Linked DNA regions of Gossypium hirsutum: region 1 is linked to region 2. A link is a contact called in public Hi-C data. All regions are on one chromosome and are shown on one strand. Each heading gives the region's core, a stretch centred on a gene start, on an enhancer-like site or on the middle of the called end of the contact. The rest is flanking DNA. Distances are from core to core; before and after follow the strand shown. Region 1 holds the start of LOC121215557. Region 2 holds the start of LOC107950301 (17.5 kDa class I heat shock protein).

Region 1 (3,440 bases), core at 360-2,859, 210 kb after region 2:
CCATACTCGTGATTGAAACTGTAATAGTATCGTGAAGCCAGATGTCCAAAACATCTGCATATCTGGCACTGAACACGAGACCGAAACCCTCTCACTCGATTAACAGGCAGTCGACCCCCGCGCCCAGAGTCAACAACCATTGGTGATGAAAAGGCCTCCACCAAATAAGCATGCACCGACGCCTCTTGAACCGCTCGAACTTGCCGGCTCTCAAACTCCAACAAAACATCCAAAAAACGCTGAAACGGTAGCGATTCAGACGAAAATAATGCAAAAGTAAAAACAGCGTCATATTCCTAAGATAGCCCGGCTAGAACGATTTCAACCTTCTCCATTTCAGAGATCCGAGATCTAGCTGCATCTATTAAAGCACATTTGTTCTGAATCTTCACAACATACTCTTTAATCAACATCTCTCCCTTCTTGATCGAATGAAGATCATGACAAATCTGAGAGAGTTTTGCGCCAGAGACAGCGTAAACAATCGAGTAGCAGTGATCCAAACATCGTTCGCTGTTTTTATATCTGCAAAACTAGATAAAACAGAAGGAGAAAAAGTAGAAAGAAGCCACGAGGTAAGTAATTTATCCTATTGAACATAGGCTAAGGATTCCAGATTTGCCACCAAGGATCCATTCGACGACTGCACGAACCTCAGTGGAGTAGTTACTGTGCCATCAAGAAAACCAGTCAAGTTGTAACCATCGGTGATGAAACGAATGTATTGCCTCCACTACACAAACGTGTTATCATCAAGCTTTACAGTTTCATGTCGGGAAAATGTTTGAACCAACTGATTTTTGGTAAACGTAGAAGAACAAGGCGGCGCAGTGGTGGAATCACTAGAAGCATTGGTAGCCATTAAAGCACAAGAGGACAGGTCTAAAAGAATCAAGCGACTGATACCATGAAAATTACTCAGCAAAATACAAAGGTAAACAAAAAATAAACTGAGAAACTATAAAATCTTTCTTCATTTCTTTACTGTACATCACTACAAATATTTATAAACATTGTATGAGTTAATTGTTGCTAACAACCTTACTAACAGTATAACAATCTAGGTGTAACAGACTAACAAACCAGTCCAACAACTAAGGACTTCCTTATACTCTTAACAGCCATAGGTAGATCTTATACCAAAACACAAAATGCACTCATAGCATTATAGTGCATGGTAAAATGAGCAACCATACATTAAACTTTTATAAGAAAGAAAGCCAAAACATAATAAGTACAAATGAGCCTACTATATACCAAAGAAATATTAACCATGTTTTAGAGCACATAAAAAATGCTCCCTTGAATTAGTTTGCCTTCACAAATTCGTTGGTTTTGGCTATAAAATCCTTGTTTTATCTGCACAATATCACACTAACGCCAACAGCAATTTTACTAACATTCTCGCACTATTTATTATGACTATTCAGGGAACACTAAAAAGTAGTGAAACAAAAATGAAAAACAAAACCAGCAACAGCTGTTTCTTCGTTGTAGAAACTGCATTCTTAATGAAGTCTGACTTACCGGGTTGTGTCATCTTCGACTGGCTGATTTGTGTGAGCACAAAGCAACTGGCTTCCATTCCAAAGCAGTATCTGGTCCCTGCAGCCACCGCCACTTTCATTCAAAAACCAGCTTTCGAGTTTCATTGTATTAGCGTCATTTCAGAATATTATTCTGTATTTGAAAAGGAAAAGAAATTACGGATGAAGTAAATAATTTCCTTCGCATATACCATGGTCAATCCGATCGCGCTCGAGCTAAAAACAGTATCCGCGCAATACATAATATACACATATATTTGTTAATATCATTAAACGTATAATAAAGGGGCAATCAGATAGTGTTTGTAAACAATCATCTGAAAAAACAGAGTTATACAAAAAAGAAAATGTAAAACACTCACAAATCCCTGGCCTAGGGTTCTGTTGCATCCTTTGCAATGGAAAAATACCACAGGCAGATCATTGGCAAGCCAACAAGACGATAGAGGATCGGTGTTGACTTTGACACTAGAAAATATCAATGAAGCACAAAGCCTAAATTGTAAGTATTGTACTTGATTACAGAATGAAATGTAGTTGGGGTGATTGTGTATTTCAATGAAGAGGTATCTTACGCGTCGTGGCACAGAATTGCATTCCCCATCACCCCAGGTACCTGAAAAGTTGATTTAAAAGTTTCTAAGCATTCTTGGAACACCACATAATGTTATATAGATGTAATAATCGTATACCACATAATTGCTTTTCTGTTTTCTGTTAAACCTACAAGAAGTAGTCCCACAAAGAACACGATCAAGAATTGAAGTACCACTACCAGTAGTAAAACAAGAATCTTGATATATGTATATATACAAAGAGGGATAAGTGATACATGTTGAATGATGTTGGTCCCGCAGCTGATGTGGTTTCTGCAGTGCCGACATAAGAAGAAATTAGTTTGATTATTCATTGTATACCTAACGGTGTTTGGAGGCGTCGACATTGGAATCGAAGAAGGAGCTTGAGGAGATGATGATGATGATGACCCACTATTTTGACCATTTTCATTATTCATTGTTTGAGCTGAGTCCAAGAAACATACACCCAAAGCCTATGTTATAAAGAAGATGAGAGTTGAGAGAGTCGGATTATAAGGTGTTAGGATCGTCCCAATTAAGCAACAGGCAAGTAAAAATAGCAGAAGAAATTGAGAAGATGAACACACAAATTTAATATGGAAAACCCCTTCAAAGAGGATAAAAAACCACGGGCAAATATAATTTTACTATAATGGCAAAAGAATGAAGAGTAAAAAAGATGGAGATAAAAACTAAACCTCAAAAACCCAAAAAACAAATAACTCTCAAAACGTAAACAAAAAATTCTCTGAATGTGTTATGAGTTCTAATCTAATGGGTATTATTTCTAATATTGTAAAAGAGCCTATTTATAGGCTAAATTAGTAAGTTAAATAAACTATACTAATAAACGCTAAATATATTATACTAATAAATACTAAATCTTCTAGAAAGAAAATATATTTTTGTTTAACTTGACTTGCAAGCAATCTCTTAGAATTTGGGTGACACAACTCTACCAATCTCCACATTGAAACGAATTCTTTCAATGCCATCTTTGCCAAAACCCGCCACGGGCCTATCTTGAACTATGCAGGGAATTAACTGAGTCGAATCTATGCTTTAAAGCTGGAAGGCTTCTAGCCTTCGACTTATGCACTGCCAAATCAATACTAACCCGGGTCTGATTTTCACGAACACAGTGCCCTAAATTTTTAAAACATGCATCCAAAAGAGAACCTCTTTTCAACGAAACGGTCATACCTTTTTCCCTCCTATGACCCAGTTGCCACCGCTCCAAACGAGTTGACTTTGACTCCGTAACGGACGAGGGACGTTCGATTTCACCGGTCACTGTAGAACCTTCCAGAATATA
Region 2 (3,395 bases), core at 862-3,361:
ATGTTTCCCCTCATATGTATTATAATGAGAATTCGAACCTCTTATTATATTTGACCCAATTATATGTGTTTTCTGAACTTTTAACCCAATAATTTATAATTTAATACAACCCAATACATATTTTTCTATTTTCCAAAATAAACATTAATTTTCCAATTAAATAATTTTCTCATCTCAATTTTACCCACAATAAAATTATAACAATTTTACCCTTGATAAAATTTCCAAGAAAATATATTTAATATTTCACAACTCAACTTTTTCACTGTGATCTAATGGTTTATTTACATTTTCGAACTATAAAACTACTCAAAAATATAAACTCATTCTTCCGATCATTTCTGAGTAATCCATGGACATTTGCAAATGAATCATTTCTCATTTTCATTTTCATTTCCATTTTGAGAAAATCAAATTCATTTCCAAATTATTCAATTTCTCCATTTCGGAGAAAACCATAATCATTTCTGAATGTTTTCCATTTCTCTATTTCTATTCATTTCGATTCAAACATGCAATTTATTTATGGTTTCAATGAGCCAGCGGAGGGATTGATTGGAAATATGTAATTAGGGCTCAAATAATTTATAATTAAGTTCAGAATTTTTGCCTATTAATTATAAACTTATTTAGTCACGAAATCATTTCACTATAGTATCGTGATTGAGCTCTCCCTAGCAACATACCATTACGAAAGCAGTTATTAGCGCTCATCCAATGACCTTGTCATAAATGTGTTACCCTCATAGGATATCCTTAATTTCTTTGGGATAATATCCACTCTCCCAATATGATCCTATTTTATCTTATGGTAACCATTACATCTTCCTTCATGAAAAGTTAATTATTATCAAATAATAATCAAGTCATTTCTAATAAAGACGAATGACCCGTGGCCACATTTACTTTTCATCAACCATATAATGCCAATGAGAGGATATTATTTACCCATGTCTCAAGTTATGAATTACTCTGTTGTGAATGACTCTACATGCTGTAGAAGTCGTACACCCAACGCACCAGCTTTCAATTCCTTATTTATTTAAACTCAGGGTTTTACTTACATCAAAGTGTACGAGTTACTCATATAAAGTCCGTCATCTACTCAATATTTAACTATACCACACTATGAACGTCACAAGTGAATAAATCCACAAACAGATTCAGGATCTATTTTACTTGGGTCATGTCCAATGTATTGTCAGTCCAGTTAGTCACATCTATGTCTCTATCTTCATTGGTAAATGTGCTCCAGTGGTCCCTCTATTAGAAGGACCTAATCAAATTAGTCCTTTTATATTAAATGGATCAATTCATTTCTTATAATATTAAAAAGAATTAAATAATGTCAAATTGGAATAGAGTTAATATTTACTATTAAAAAAGTTTCAATTACCGTTGAATGAAGTTAATATTTATTTAAGTTTTTATGATTCTGTAAATAAAATCTTTTCTTAAGAATTGAACTGCAATTGAAAAAATAAATTTCAAGACATTTTTTATATGATAAATGTTAATCCTGTTACAGTTTGAACTTATTTGATTCTTTTTAATATTATAAAAACTAAATTGATTCATTTAATAATAAAAAGAATAATTTAATTCATTCTGACCTCTTAAATACATTAACCTAAAGTAGTGACATCCAAGGTTGAACCTAAAGTTAATGAAAATTTGTTTATAAATCAATTAATGAATAATTTCTTCAATAAATAAATTTTTATACAATTATTTACTTTTAGTACATTTTTAAGTAAATGTAAAATAATGATTTAAATAATGTTAATTCTCAAACCAACCATATCCTCTCAATCTTTAAAAGTGAATAATATTACTTAAATTTATTCGAACTCATATTTTTTAAGGTGTTACAACAACAATACCAACCAAGCTAAAATTTAATAATGATCAATTCAATTGATGATTAAATTATCAATTCTCAGCTCAACAATAATTAAGTAAAAATTAAAAAATAATAAAAATTATCGACCTATCCAATTGTCAGTCATTTGGTACTACTATTCAATGTTTCAAGCTACCTACTCTAAGCCCGGAAATAGGTCTACAAGAGAGACTACTTTAACCCAAAATGGCCGGTTTAAATTTGGGCCAACTCTATCCGCAAAACCCATAAAGGAATCTGGAATTTTCTAGCATTTTCATGTTCTGCAGTCTAAACTTTGCGATGCAAATTTCTAGAAATTACTAGACAAGTTCTTTCCTCCTTATATATATATAACCTAATCTTTGTTTATCCTTGACATAACGAAATTCAGCAATTTTCTCAGCATACGATCACTTGCTTTCGCTTAAAAATGGCAATGATTCCTACCATCTTTGGCGACAACAGGCGCAGCAGCGTTTTCGACCCGTTTTCGTTGGACTTGTGGGATCCCTTTAAGGAGTTCGATTTCCCAACAGTCACATCGTTTCCTTCACTTTCCCGAGAAAACTCCGCTTTCGTCAACACGCGCGTGGACTGGAAGGAGACACCGGAGGCACACGTGTTCAAGGCGGACCTCCCGGGGATGGAGAAAGAGGAGGTGAAGGTGGAGATCGAAGACGATAGGGTTCTCCAAATCAGCGGAGAGAGGCACGTGGAGAAGGAAGACAGGAACGACACGTGGCATCGAGTGGAGCGGAGCAGCGGGAAGTTCTCGCGGAGGTTCAGGTTGCCGGAGAATGTGAGAATGGGCGACGTGAAGGCTTCCATGGAAAATGGGGTTCTTACTATCACTGTTCCTAAAGTTGAGATGAAGAAACCTGAGATCAAATCCGTTGAAATCTCTGGTTAATTGTGAAAAACGTGTTTTTGAAATCTGTGGTTTCGTTTGTTATTTTTACTTTTTGATTGATGTCTCTGTCCCTTTTGTTTGGAACAAGGTTTGATTATGTAAATCATTAATTTTAATGTCTGAGACTCTTGGTTTTTAAATTTTGTTTAGTGTTATTGTGTGAGTTAAAACATCATTGGTCCATCAGTTGAGGAGGCTATTTTTTTACTTCTTCGAGACAAGAATTCAACAGAACCTTCATACTACTGATTCCCAAAAAGCTTCATGGTGAAACAGCAAAGGATTTTAGACCCATCAATGATAGAGTCATTACAAAGATCATTGTCAATACATTAAAACCGATTATGACACATGAATAAAGCTTATGACATGCTCAGTTGGGGTTCATTAAAGAGGTATACAAAGCTACAAGCTTGTCGGGATAAGTGGGTAAGTTTGATTCTTACGAGTCTTAGTTTTGTCTAGTTAATGGGGATTATTGTGGCCAGGAGAGGCATTAGACAAGGAGATCCTTCTATGTCATAATGTACTCGTGCGTGTTGGAAAGGGCAGAGGAAGGAGAACAGGTTCATGTCATTAAGATTAGCAGAGATAGAGTTC

What was found. A called contact is a pair of places that touch in the nucleus more often than the background predicts.
Region 1: a Hi-C map of leaf shows a contact between it and region 2, with 2.8 times the contacts expected there. The contact joins the promoter of LOC121215557 here to the promoter of LOC107950301 in region 2. A contact is called at or near these places in 7 of 34 Hi-C or Micro-C datasets (hypocotyl, leaf and petal).

The regions. Positions count from the first base shown.
Region 1 is chrD03:48,434,866-48,438,305 of Gossypium_hirsutum_v2.1, forward strand. It overlaps LOC121215557, which reads right to left and starts at 1,610. Exons shown (of 3, transcript XM_041090339.1): 1 at 1-1,610. It also overlaps the pseudogene LOC107949969.
Region 2 is chrD03:48,222,925-48,226,319 of Gossypium_hirsutum_v2.1, forward strand. LOC107950301 (17.5 kDa class I heat shock protein) reads left to right here and starts at 2,112. Exons shown (of 1, transcript XM_016885115.2): 1 at 2,112-2,935. The coding sequence starts at 2,316. The coding sequence ends at 2,795.